Linked DNA regions of Mus musculus: region 2 is linked to region 1. The links are chromatin contacts, called in public Hi-C maps. All regions are on one chromosome and are shown on one strand. Each heading gives the region's core, a stretch centred on a gene start, on an enhancer-like site or on the middle of the called end of the contact. The rest is flanking DNA. Distances are from core to core; before and after follow the strand shown.

What was found. A called contact is a pair of places that touch in the nucleus more often than the background predicts.
Region 2: a Hi-C map of the HPC-7 cell line shows a contact between it and region 1, with 4 times the contacts expected there. The contact joins two enhancer-like sites. A contact is called at or near these places in 2 of 484 Hi-C or Micro-C datasets (the HPC-7 cell line and cortical neurons).

Annotation. Positions count from the first base shown.
Region 1 is chr10:84,641,303-84,648,062 of GRCm38.p6, forward strand. Polr3b (polymerase (RNA) III (DNA directed) polypeptide B) reads left to right here. Exons shown (of 28, transcript NM_027423.2): 10 at 5,494-5,616. Among named protein-coding and RNA genes, the nearest start is that of Gm17249, 22 kb to the left of the region's middle. Within about 2 kb of position 4,274, at least 106 of the 459 cell types and tissues checked have an H3K27ac peak or open chromatin away from gene starts, as enhancers often do. A contact at or near this core is called in the HPC-7 cell line, where this site is marked.
Region 2 is chr10:85,200,571-85,207,330 of GRCm38.p6, forward strand. No RefSeq gene overlaps it. Among named protein-coding and RNA genes, the nearest start is that of Cry1, 19 kb to the left of the region's middle. Within about 2 kb of position 4,106, at least 14 of the 459 cell types and tissues checked have an H3K27ac peak or open chromatin away from gene starts, as enhancers often do. A contact at or near this core is called in the HPC-7 cell line, where this site is marked.

The DNA of each region.
Region 1 (6,760 bases), core at 3,024-5,523:
GATGGGCTCTGCCCTTGGTCATTCTCAGGTATGGACTGGATGCTGACTAGACAGGTTCTTTAACTTGAGAAATAACTGTATTTGAGATGCAGTCATATGAAAGTGATTCTGTGGGATATTTTTTATGTTTAGCTTAATATGCTTCTGAGTTTTAGAAAGGATTGAGTCATTAATTTTCTTTACCAGGTGACAGTGATAGTCAGAGGACCATTTCATCAGTAGTCCAGAGAGTCTCACACATGTCTGCTGTCTTCCTTTCTTTGAAGTTTGGATGTTCACGCACAGAAGGAATTGTGTGTGTGTTTGTGTGTGTGTGTGTGTGTGTGTGTGTGTGTGTGTGTGTATTATAATATAACAAGTCTGTGTGATGGCTTTTCTTAGAGGAATCCTACAGCTCCCAAAGTGTCTCATGTACATACACAATGATGGAGAAATGTTATTTGCCAGCTTCGAATTATATCTTCAGCAGAGGGCAGTATGTCTCCATGTATCCATGGGACTTTTTTTTTCCCCCAAAGTTTTTGAATGTGAATAGCATTTCTGTTTTTAGACTAAGAGTGTTAATTACACAGAAAGTATATGATCTTTTTACCATGTGTAATGAGATGCATACATGGATTAAAAATCTGGAAAGCTTTTAACATTCCTTTTTTTATCTACATGACCAAAGTTTAATAAAACAATTTCTCCTGTTACAGATTTGTTTAATATTTATGTTGAAAATATAAACAGATATAGCTGACTTAAATTCTATCTAAAAAAAAAAGAAAGGCTATGAGTTAACAGTTTGTCGTTTTTATGATGTAGCCAGTTGAAAAATGAAGAGACGCTCTAAAGGGTGAAGCTTGTTTCTGTTATACAGCTCTTTTTCTTGTGACTTGTAATGAACGTAACAACTTATTTGTATTTTACTTACAGTAGACGATGGCTTCTGTCTGCACCTTCATCGTTAGGGATTTTTATGTGTGTAATTTATTTTTCAGTTTCCTAAAGTAGGATTTTAGGTATATTTTTCTTTTTTTTTTTTCAACTCAGGTGTTTTCAGTCTTAGACACATGCTGAGACTTTGAAATGTGGTCATTATTAATGTACTTTCCAAAAATGTGTTTATTAATTGATAGGACAAGCAGTGTCTAACGTTTAAGATAAGCATTTAACCCCCTTTTCTTTTGATCGCATACAGTTGTCACTCTGGGTCTCCCCTTCAGGAGTGTTCAGTCCACTGCTGAAAACTTGTGTTTTTATCACCTCTCACATCTCTCCCTGGGTGGCAGCGCAGGGTCCTGGAGAGTTTACAGACACACAGAGTAGCCTAAATCTCTGCTTCTCCACTTAGTAGCTATGTGATCTTGGGCAGAATTCTCTACCTCTCTGAGTCCTGAGTAACTCATCTTTCAAGAGAAAACTCACCTCTGAAGCCCAAATGAAATCACGTGTTCCCAGGATAGAAGGCTTTTCTCTTTGCTCAGCCTTCCTTACCCACTTTTGTCAGAGCTGAGGAAAATAAACTGGGGCTCTAGGAGAAGCACGTCGTTTCCCCTTGTGTGTGGTGTGGCCCTAACCCAGCCGTTGACAGTCATTAGGACACGATTGTAACCAACAATTGGCTAAAAGCAGCAAAAGTGGCAGGGTTTCCCGATGCCCTGGTGAGTCTGAGTCTGACCATTTGGGCTTGTGAGGCCTGGAGCAGCCGTATTTATGGGTCTGAATCACCGCCTAGGTTCTCCTGCCCGTGAATCTTCCCCTTTCCCATTTTATGTCACAAGCTTTCAGCACTGGCACTGCAGTGGCATCTGTAGCCCCAAAGGATCTTGGGAGCGAGGCTTTGTTTCTAGGATACCAACTTCTATGGGTGCTTTTTGTCTTTAAAGAGAAACAACTGCAGATTTAAAGGAGTCATCGATGTTCCCTTATCTACCAGGACTGCTGCTAGCAATAAATAATTTCAGCTACTTTACAGAAAACCAGAGCTTGGCTGTATTTCTTAGTCGCCTTCATCAGAATCCTTACACAGTGTATATCAGTGTCTCTCCATAGGTTCAAGTCATTCTCCCATGCTCACTAGTGTTTTCTTTTTCCTACCTTTAAAAGTTATACTTTGTCTATGTTTGAGAACAGTTTCATGCTACTTTTTTTTTTAAGATTTATTTATTTATTATATGTAAGTACACTATAGCTGTCTTCAGACACACCAGAAGAGGGAGTCAGATCTCATTACGGAAGGTTGTGAGCCACCATGTGGTTGCTGGGATTTGAACTCAGGACCTTTGGAAGAGCAGTCTGGTGCTCTTACCTGTTGAGCCATCTCACCAGCCCATCATGCCACTTTCTAACTGACCATGTGACCATTGGTGACTTTCAGACAAACATTATCTCGGCCATTTTTCCCTAAGGTTATTATTGTACAGCATTTTCTCCTGACTTATTTATTAGTGGGAATGATGAGGTTTCAGGAGTACAAAGAGTTCCACGGAATGCTACTTTTCAGGTGCCTAAATTATGTCTGTAAAGCAAAATGGGTGGGCATTTTGTTTGTTTCCATGGCGACGCGATCATCTGTTTGTAGCCATGGCTGCTGAAGGCTAAACAGTCTTTTTGCTGGAGCTCCTTTGGTGATCCTTGCTGAGATAGGGCTCCGAGATTCAGTGACTTGATAGGACGAGCTCAGGCTTTGGCTGGAAAGCTTTGGCGGTGCGCATGCTTTCTGCTTATGGTCTCGTTCACCATTGCTTGGCCTGGTTTCTTTCCCAGCTTAGGCATGTGTGGAGGCCCAAGTATTCTGATTAGATATATTTTAAACCACTCCAAAGTGATAAACAATTTAAAAACTGCCACTTACATTCCACACCAGGACACCTTAAGTGGCCAACTAAATGATGATCGAGAAATGATTTGTTTTTATTAAATTTGTTCCTGTTAAACACCAAAGTAGGCAATCAAGTTTGTAATCTCTTTGTATTTAGAGGCTACTGAAGTAAAAACTTCTAATATAAGCCCAGTGGACTTATTTAATGGTTCATATGTTAGCATGCCTGTTTTTTTTTCCTTTGTTTAAAAAGTTAAAACTGGTCACTTTTTGAGCTGCTAACCGATTAATCATAAAAGGCTGCTTTAATGAATGTGTATGTTTTTAACATAATGACATTTATTGTTATAAGCTACTTGAATAAATGCTTCTTATCACGTTAGAGATAGAAGGACTATAGAAATTAATAAAAATGGGATCTGAGTCTTCAGAATTTATTTGTAAAGGGAAAGTGTGAAGCCACTTGTGGGAGTGCATGCTTATAATCCTAGCACTCGGGAAGCTGAGGCAGGAGCATTAGGAGTCCACGCCTAGTTTGTCTCAAATAAAATCAGGTTCAACTAGGGGATTTAATTTCTGCTGCTTTTACATTCGCTCTCTGAGCTGTGTCTGAGTTGCCACCCTGTTGTGTGGCTTTCCCTGGGGAGACGTGGACAAGCATGGACAAACCTCAGATGGGTAACATCTGGCCATCGAGACGGTTCCATCTTAGTTTAGCTTGCTAAACTTGCGAGTTTCTTGGGGCTCCTTACAGGAGCATGCCTGACTCAAGGCGGCTGCAGAGCCAAAAGAGCTGTGCCAGTCTAGGTGAGAGCTCACAAGAGCTGCGTTCTTAGAGCTCCCCCAACAGTTTGTTCAGACTTATGTAAGTGGAGAAGGACCTCCTGAGTTTTTACATTTTGTTTTGCTTTTTTTCGAGACAAAGTCTTACTATTTGGCCCTGGCTCATCTACAACTCAGTGTGTAGATCATGCCAGCCTGGAATCCAGGAGATCTGCCTGCCTCTGCCACTTGAGTGCTGAGATTAGAGGCATGCGCCACCACACGCCTGGCCATGTTCTACAATTTTCTGAGTCTTGTAAGCTTCATCAGCTTCCTGAGTCCCTGAAGTTTCTTCAATTTCCTGAGTTTTGTCAGCCTCTCTCTTTGTTTTAGGAGGGGAGATGCCAACTCAGAAATAACTACAAAGCACATCCTTGTTTTGTTGGGCAGCAATGTGGGGGTTACTTGGCTGGGTGGCTCTGGCACACTGTCTTTCTGCTATCGGTCTGTCTGTCTAACTGTTGTCCTCTTGCTGAGTTAGAGCAGGGCAGTGGCCACAGCCAAGATGGGAAGAAGGGTTTTTTTTTATTTTGTTTTTTGTTGTTTTTCCTAACCTCTGAACCTTCTCACATTCTTCATGTGTACCCTCATGATTTGACAGCAGGAACAAGCAGGAAACGACAGAGCCTGTAAAACCAGGCTTCCAAAGCTGAGTCACTTCTTCCCACAGAGGGGAGTCACCAAATGAACTCTGTGATCAGAGGAGTTGGTGCTAGGGGCCGTGGGGACATTTTCAAACTCCCCTCAGTTGGTATAAAAGGGACATATCAGCTTAGTTAGCATCATCCCCCAGGTCTTCAGAATTTTCAAGGTTAAATGTGTGATCATAGAACTTTGAGCTAGAAGAGTGCCATCGCTGCTGCCTCTGTACCTGTGATAGAAGAAAGTACATGATGGTGTTAGAGTTGGCACGGCCTCAGGGAGACTAAGGAGTCACGCCTTCCAGATAGATGGCCACCCTCTCAGTAGTTATAGGACAGTGCCCTTGGAGGTCTGCATTGGGCCTGGGGACTCAGCTTCCTTCTCTTTTGTGTGGGAGAGAACTGAGAAGACAAGCCTGACTAGACAGTCAGCCTCTTGTTCAGTCTCCTCTCAAAGCCGAAGGAAGACATGTTGATGCAAACATGACTTTCCCCTGACTTCTAAAAAACAGGTCATTACAGCATCCAGAGAGCTTAGTGGGCTTATGCTGTGTCTGCACGTGGCAGCATTCCAGACACGTGTCTGAAGAAGTCATTAGGCCTAGGACCTCTCGGGACCTACAGAGGCGTGCGGCCACTGCCACCTAAGAACACTTAAGAGGGTTCCTTAGGCCAGCTACGTTTGTTCTACATTTTAAATATCTCTTTAAAGTTTGCGTAGTATATGGTATCTCTAGAATATGGAACTAAGACATCCTTTAGGAAAATTCTCTTGGTGACTGAGTAACTTGATGTTTTCAGAAAGAGATGATCTAGCAAAACTAGTCGGGGTCACACTCAGGTACAGCAGTGTTCTTTTCTGATCCACTACCTTTGGGGGTCTTGCTTTTATTTGCTCTTGCCACGACCAGGCCTCTCCACTCGACTTCCCAGCCTCATTTCTTCGTGGTGAAACTCTTAGAATATTTCAAAAAAAATTGAGAGGGCTGTACACATGCAGAAAAATGTTTGAGGATGTTTGCCTTCCTCTTTCAAACGGCAGTTTCTGTTTCAGGTTCTCGTGCAGCCTGGTCCGTGGCTGCCGATGCCAGATGGCACCGTTTCTGAGGGAAGAGCTGGCTTTTGCTTAGAAGTAATACCCACACACAATGGCAGATTAGCATAAGCAAATGTCAGTGAGGAGACACAAAGCCAACACTCTGCCATCTTTTCTTCCCTTCCTAGGCCATGGGTGTGGAGAGTGACCAGGAAATCGTGCAGATGATTGGAACAGAGGAGCACGTGATGGCTGCATTTGGGCCCAGCTTGGAGGAGTGCCAGAAAGCTCAGATCTTCACCCAGATGCAGGTGTGTCCTTTCTTGATATCCTTTGCTGTGGATTGAGACAACCACAGCGCTGTTCATCTCAGTAAGCGGCCACTGCAGAGGCGTTGGAGGTGTGGAATTGGGAAGGCTGCCGAGGAGAAGAGCAGCACAAATGTTCTTTTGACTCACTCTGTAAACTGGAGGAATGAGCTGGCCTGCACACTGCACATCGTCAGCCTATGAGGGCAGGAGGCTTCTTGCGTGCTTCAGTAACAAGCAACATTTCCCCTGTTCATTCCAGGGAATGGTACACTTTTAAAACTCTGGCAGTGTTAATCTAGATTTACCTGTTCCATTTTCTCTTTACTATCTTTTTGATGGTGCTGTTGGGGCGTGTTCCCATGATTAAACACCATGTCCAAAAACAACGGAAAGAAGATTTTGTTTTGGTTGGAGTTCCAGAGAGGTAGAGTCTGACAGTGAAGGCATGGAGCAGGAAGCAGGAGCAGGAAGCTGCCTGATCACATTTGTGTCCACACAAAGGAAGTGGCAAAAGAGCAGGAATTCGGGCAAAGCCACTGTCACATCCTCCTCTCCCTCCCAGTGACATACTTCCTCTAACATAGCTGGACTTCTTGAGGGTTCCATAACCACCAACTGGGGACCAAGTGTTCAGATACGCGAGGGGAGACATTTCTCATGTAATACCACAGGGACCAGAGTCAGGGCTTTGTACCTGCTAAGCAGGCACTCTAATGAGCTGTGTCCTTAGCTCTTAGTATCCATTTCACTCCCAACTTCCAATTGTATCTGTTCAGTCTCTATCCTATTTTCTGAATTCCTAATTGCTGTAAGATCGAGAAAGCTTCAAGAATAGTTTCTTCTATTACCTCAGGGTCTTCACTGACCTCAGATATGCCTGGTGAGACCCTTGGGATCTGAGGTCAAGACTCTAAGATGATGTTAGGGAAATCCTTGTGTATAGACATGCTTTAAAACATTATACTTCTTGGCCGGGCGTGGTGGCGCTCGCCTTTAATCCCAGCACTCGGGAGGCAGAGGCAGGCGGATTTCTGAGTTCAAGGCTAGCCTGGTCTACATAGTGAGTTCCAGGACAGCCAGGGCTATACAGAGAAACCCTGTCTCAAAAAAAAAAAAAAAAACCAAAAAAAAAAAAAAAAAAACA
Region 2 (6,760 bases), core at 2,856-5,355, 560 kb after region 1:
ATCTATGCAGCCTTGAAGAAGCCAATCATGTCTTCTGGGAAAACCTCCAGGATTCGTGGTTGCACTTCTGCCCACATCCTCTTCCTCGATGTTCTGTAAGTACGCCTAAATAAACGTATTGCTTCCCGCAGGTGAACTTGTGTGAAATCATACTTTAGTGTGTTGTGCTAGATAGTTTAATGTCAACATGACACAAGCTAAAGCTGAGAGGGGGGAACCTCCATTAAGAAAATTCCTCCATAAGATCAGGTTGTAGGTAAGCTTGTAGGCCATTTTCTTTATTAGTGATTGATGGGGGAGGACCACGCCCATTGTGGGAGGAGCCATCCCTGGGCTGGTGGTCCTGGATTCTATAAGAAAGCAGGCTAGACAAGCCTCATGGAGCAAGCCAGTAAGTAGCACTCCTCTGCATCAGCTCCTGCCTCCAGGTTGCTGCCCGCCTGGAGTTCCTGTTCTGACTTCCTCCAATGATGAACAGAGATATGGAAGTGTAAGGCAAATAAATCTTTTCTGGCCAGTTTGCTTTTGGTCATGATGCTATCGTGGCAATAGTAACCCTAACACAATTGTCATTTGGGCCTGAGAAGGAGGGGTAGACCTTGCTTGTCTTTCCCAGGAAGGAATTTTAGCTAGTTGGAGTGACTAATTTTCTGAAAGGGCAAATGCATCATTTTTAATTTTTGTTGGGAGCTATTAAGACAACTCTATTGTCTTGATCTCCGAATTGGGCCTCTCCCCCCCGAGAAGAAAAGGGGGTCAAAAGCAGGCCACCGAAGCACCATTCTGAGAACAACCACAGAATGTTCCAGCCCTAAGTCAGCGCCAGATGTCCTGACCACACCCTGATACCACCAAGTTCCTGCTTCCCCGTGTAGCTGCCAAAAGAAAAATTTCCACTGCCCCATCCCTCCTGCTGAGAAGTACTTCCTCCTTTGCTTGTGTATTTCCGCTGCCCCATTCCTCCTGCTGAGAAGTACTTCCCCTTTTGCTTGTGCATTTAAGCCTTGAGCCTTGCTGAATACAGTGACACCTTGATGCTACTCAGACTGCTTCCGCCATGTCGTACCTGCACTTGGTGTCCGTCTCTCTCTCCCCGCATTTGGTTCTTAGGAGAAGGTCCCCTCGAGACCCTCGAATAACTGGACCTGCTGGACGGGTCAAATTTTTGGTGAAAATAAAATCACTTTGGAATTCATTTCTGACATTGGGCCAAAAGCCTCTGGCAAAAGATAACTGCTACTTGCTTGGATAAAAACAGTCACTCAATTTGAGATTTACCACCTATTCTCTTAGTTCTAGTGCTCAGACGCACACTTTAGCTTTGGGAAGGCTTGAAAATAAGTAGGAAAGATCATAAGAGCAAACACAGAGCATTAGCAAGCTAGAGACAATCTGTGTGTATTTCACATTTGTGGTGTTCACAGTGTTTATAAAATGAGATGTATGAGTGTGTCTGAGAGATTAATCTTTAGGTTTTGACTTGGAATGAGCAATGGGGAAACAGTTTAGATTTGTGGTCTACGGCTAGGAGATATGAGAGGATTTTATGTCTCACAAAGGGTACTGTATTGGTATCTTTAAGAGATTCATTATATTTATAAATCTAATTTAGCCTGCGAGTACTTGGGGATGTTTTGCTTGTCCGAATTGGTAATTAATGTGCTTAAAAGAAGAAAATTGAAAACGCTAAATTTATGAATGCAATTTAAACTGTTTTAAGGAAGATTTAAATAAACTAACTGGAAACAGGACTGGTCAAAGGGACTTTAGTCTGTGTGAGTTGAGAATATGAACCCAAGCGCCCCCCCCCCCCTTTTTAGAATGTACTGCTAGATTTATCAACAGAATAAGAAGATCAATCTCTTGAGGCTTACAAGAGAGACTGCAGTTTACATTTCCCCACTGCAATGCATCGAACGGAAGTTTAAAGGTGATCTCTGTACACACCACTCACTTCCCAGCCCCTTTTCCTTCTCACAGACAGCAAGCTAAAAGAGAGGGCTGTAAGTTCTTTCCTCCCTAAGAGTGTTCATTTTCAGCAGAATTGGCAAAGAGGGGGGAACCCTGCTTGCAATGCAATCTGAGGGTTCAAGAAGGAAGACTGGGAACTTGGAGCAGGAGGGAGAGCTCCTAAGAGCAGGAAGGTCCCTGAGGACCAGCCTTTTCTAAGAAGCCATTTATGTGTAATGGACTCATGTTGGTTGTAGCATCCTATCCAGAAGGCTTCCATAAAAAATAGAAACGTTTTGTTCTTATGATTTTTTTTCCGATCAAATGTAGTTTATAAGCTGGGTGTGGTAGAATATACCTTTATTCCTAGAACTCAGGAGGCAGAGGCAGGTGGGTCTCTGTGAGTTCTAGGCCAGCCTGGTCTATAAAGTGAATTCCAGGACAACCAGGGCTATGTAGAAAGACCTTGCCAGTGGGAGATGAGGGGATTGGAAATTAAAATTATGGGTTGAAGAGATGGCTTACCAGTGAATATCACTGGCTCCTTTTGCAGAGGCCTGAGGTTGATTCAGTTCCCAACATCGACATGGTGACTAACCACTGACCACTATCAGTGGCTATCACTCCAGGGCCAGGGGAGCGGACATTCTCTTCTGGCTTCTGAAGGTGTCAGGCATGCACATGGTGCATAGACACACATGTGGGCAAAACCTCCATACGCATAAGCTAAAATAGTCATCTTGAGGCTTTTAGGACCTGAATTCTAATCCTTAGCACCTAAATGCAAATCCAGGTTGGGCTGCAGAAGTGTTGTGGCTTCAGCCCTGGGAGCACAGAGAGGGGAGGGGAGAAAAGCTGACTAATGACAGGGAAGTGGCCTCATCAAATCCACAATTTGAGAAAGTCAAAGGGAGTCTTTGTTTTGGTGTGTCTATGTGTGTGTGTGTGTGTGTGTGTGTGTGTGTGTGTGTGTGTGACAAGGTCTCTAGTCCACCCTGGCTTCTAATTCACTGCATAGCTGGGGATGACCTGGAATTCCTGATCCTCCTGCCTCTACCTTTGGAATGCTGGCATCGTAGGTGTGAAGCACCTTACCCAGGTTAAACTCTACTGAGGAAGGAGCCCATGGCTTCACACCTGCTATTCAAGCACTCCATCCAGCGAGCTGCGTCCCCATCTCCACAGAGGACGTCTCGATAGAAGCTGTTTTAAGGGAATGTTTGCTTTCCCTTTTGTTGGTTTTGGGTTGCCGTGACCACTACCATGTGACTAAGCCCAAGTTGGTCTTCTGGATGAAGTTGAACCATGTGGGTGAAGGCCTCAGTTATTCCAATAGACCCAGACAGCCTTACTGACAAGGTCTGCCACTTTAGAATGGGTGATGATATCGCCACTGCTAGTAACACGCCCTTCTGTCTGGGAGACGAGACTTTTCACTCTTGTACTAAAGATTTGGTTAATAGCTAGCTTACAATTTTTTTTGAGATAATCTCATAAATAAAAAGCCCTGTGTACTTTGAAAAAGATACTCTCTAACTCTATTTTTTTCCTGAAGCAGAGACCAAATGACTCCCAAATTTTCTTTGTAATGGTTTTGAAGGTACTTATTGCCTCAAATTTCTGCTCGAGAAAAATATTCCCTTTGAAATCTTGGGACCAGAAGAGTGATTTTGGACCAGTTTAATTAGCTTCCAAATAACACTTCTCTGCATTACCATCTACAACTTGCTTTTCTGGCATAAACACACACACACACACACACACACACACACACACACACACACACACACTTTAACATCTTCCCTGGAAAAGCACAACAGGAATATTAGCAATAAGACATGTCAGCTCCCTTAAGAATGAGTGTGTGTGGCTGTTTTCTCAGCGGATGCTGGTCTGTGGACCACTTTCTGTGCAGACTGTCTGTGCTGGTGGCAAGTGCTGCTATGCTGGTATTTTAATCTGCAAAGTGCTGCATTAGAGGCCCTGTCTTATTTGAGAAGCCTTTTAAAAAAAGATAATAGCTGCTATTTCATCTTGTTTGAACATCTTGTATGAATACATGACAAGTCAGTTCCAAAATCCCTTGCCTGCCTTGTGGTTTCTCCCTGGCAGAGAGAAAATGATGAAAGCGGCCTCTTGTCGGTCTGTTTACAGCGGGTAATCTGGCTTCATTAGGCCGCATGCTAATTACTTCCTGAAAACAGAACTGAAGATACACAGGGCAAATGGAATGAAGTCGCTAAATGCTAAAGCGTTTGCAAGGCCAATTTCATGACTGCTAACTCCCCCAGTGCTTCTGTGAAGATTAGATTGGACTCTAATCCATGTTGTTTACGTTAGTGAAACTTTTTATAACAAAATGAGTATGGTATTCTTCTGGAACTTTTCTTGTTAATGCTATCTCCACTTATCAGCAATTGCTTACTATAATTTATATAAAAAAACACTCCCACTGTCATTACTAATTGCTCTGCCATTTTAGTCTTGAACACTAAAAATACGTAATTAAGCCAGATATGGGGGCACATGCCTTTAATCCTAGCACTTCAGAGTCAGAAGCAAGCAGATATCATCTGGGTTTGAGGCCAGTCTGGTCTGCTTAGAAAGTTCCAGACCTGTTATATATAAGTCTACATAGCAAGACCCTGTCTTATAAAAGCAAAACAATAAAAAAAACCCAAAAATTATATTTTAATTGAATAATAGGAATTCAAAATCCAAGGCATATCAGTCTTGTTTGTTCTTAATTACATCTAACATGCTTACTTATATTTGAAAGTAATCTCTCAACTATTAATAATGACAAAGAATGGCATGCCTTACTTGGTTAAGTGACATGGTCCTGTTGATTAAATTCAATAGTCACTCCTTGGCCCCTTGCTCATCAATCCTGTGTCCATGCAGGAATGCTAGAAATGGCATTCAAGTTGAGATGTCTGAAAGGCCTGCTGCTTGACCTTTCAGAGGTCAAGGCCAATGTTCAAACAGATTTCCTCCAAATACTGTGGCTGATGCCAAACTGTGTCTCGACAGTGGTTCCGAGGAGACAGCCATTAAAGGGGAAGGGAGGCTTTTAGGCAGGAACTAAGGGCAACTACTGCAAGAGAAAGGCCAACTGCAACCTCCTAAATGTCACATTAAGGTGAAACATACTCTGTGTTCTGTGCAAACTTGATGGCCCCTCCAGGGGTCCTTGTACCTTGACCTTCTTCCTGCCCCCAGCTGACACCCTGGTTATTTCCAAAAGATGTCCAAAGGTGTAACTCTCATCTTCCTTCCCTGTGTCCTCTGGTACCCTGTGCATGTGGACACTGTTTCTACAGCTACTTGGGAGAATATTCCCCCTTGTGAATCACCCACCATGAATGCCCAGGACACGCATAGCATTGCGCTAATGGCTCACTTGCAGATTCCCTCCCAGATTTGAACTGCTGAGTTGCCTAAGAACTGATTTCCAAGGATTTGAGCAAATGAGTGGATATGGATTTTCTTCTTCTAGCACAGCTTTGCTCATGCTCAGAGCCCCTCAAATCCCCCTTGAACAGCCCCGCTCATTACACAGTGACTTCCAGAGGATAGCATCAATAATTTAGAACCTTTCTACAAAGTTTAATCTTGTTAGTTCAACATTGTTTGTTATATGCTCGTCTTTCTAAGCCACAGAGGATGGATGTCTTAAGGATTTATAAAGACATTATATTATTTAGCTATTATTTCTGACATCTGTATTTTCTTATTTATGTCTCAAGCATTTATTTTCTACCCATTGTGTGTTGACTCTTATGCCAGGATCTAACAGTAGAAAAAGAACAGCATATGTTTTCTTCAGGAGCATAAGGCTTTGTTAAGGGAAATAGACACAGACAGACAACATCCATCTTTCCTCTGTTTTCAACCTTCCTGAGAGAGAATTTATTTATGTAACATATAGTGCTTTAACATAATAGGCAAATTTATGATCACATATGTGATGGCTATTCCTGGTTGTCAACTTGACTATATTTGGAATAAACTATAGTCCAAAAATAGAGGGCACATCTGTGATCCAGATCTTGTGGCATAGTGGCCATGAAAAGCTTAGGCTCAGGCAAAGTAGTGCTTGCTTTTGATTCCAGGAGACAGGTAAGCAGATCTCAGAGTTCAAGGCTAGCCTGGGACAGAGCAGGTTCCAAATCCAGGTGTGGTGGTACACACACTTAATCTGGGCTGTACCCTCTGCTGGAGACCTATGTAGGGCAATGGAAGAAGGGAGTGTTTGTTCTTATTCGTTTGCTTACACTTACTTGCCAGCACATCTGCGCTACTTGTTCACGATTCCAGTTTATACAGAAGACTGGACACCTAGTCTTGTGGGACTGAGAAACTACTAGATTCTTGGACTTCCCACTCACAGTTGCCCATTGTTGGGCTAGTTGGACTGCAGATTGTAATTCATTCCAATAATTTCCCTTAATATATAGAGACCTTATGTAAGTTCTGTGACTCTAGAGAACCCTAATATAACATGCTATGTGGCATATTTAGGAATGTTAACATAACTTCAGCAACTCCTATAAATATAACCTAGAATAATGTTAGCTTTGCCTCCCTGCTTGACAGTGCTTCCCATGTAACCCGACTCATCAAATAAAGCTAATTAATTTAACATTTCTTCTTTACAAGATGAGGGCCCAATTTCACCTAGATGCTGAAAATTCCCATTAGCTCAAAGTCAAAAGGATTTAGCTTAAAATTTGATTTGCAGAAGTTGTCAGGTGGATCAGAAAGTTCAAAAGCATTTGACCCCATGTGATCTTGATTATCTGTTTAG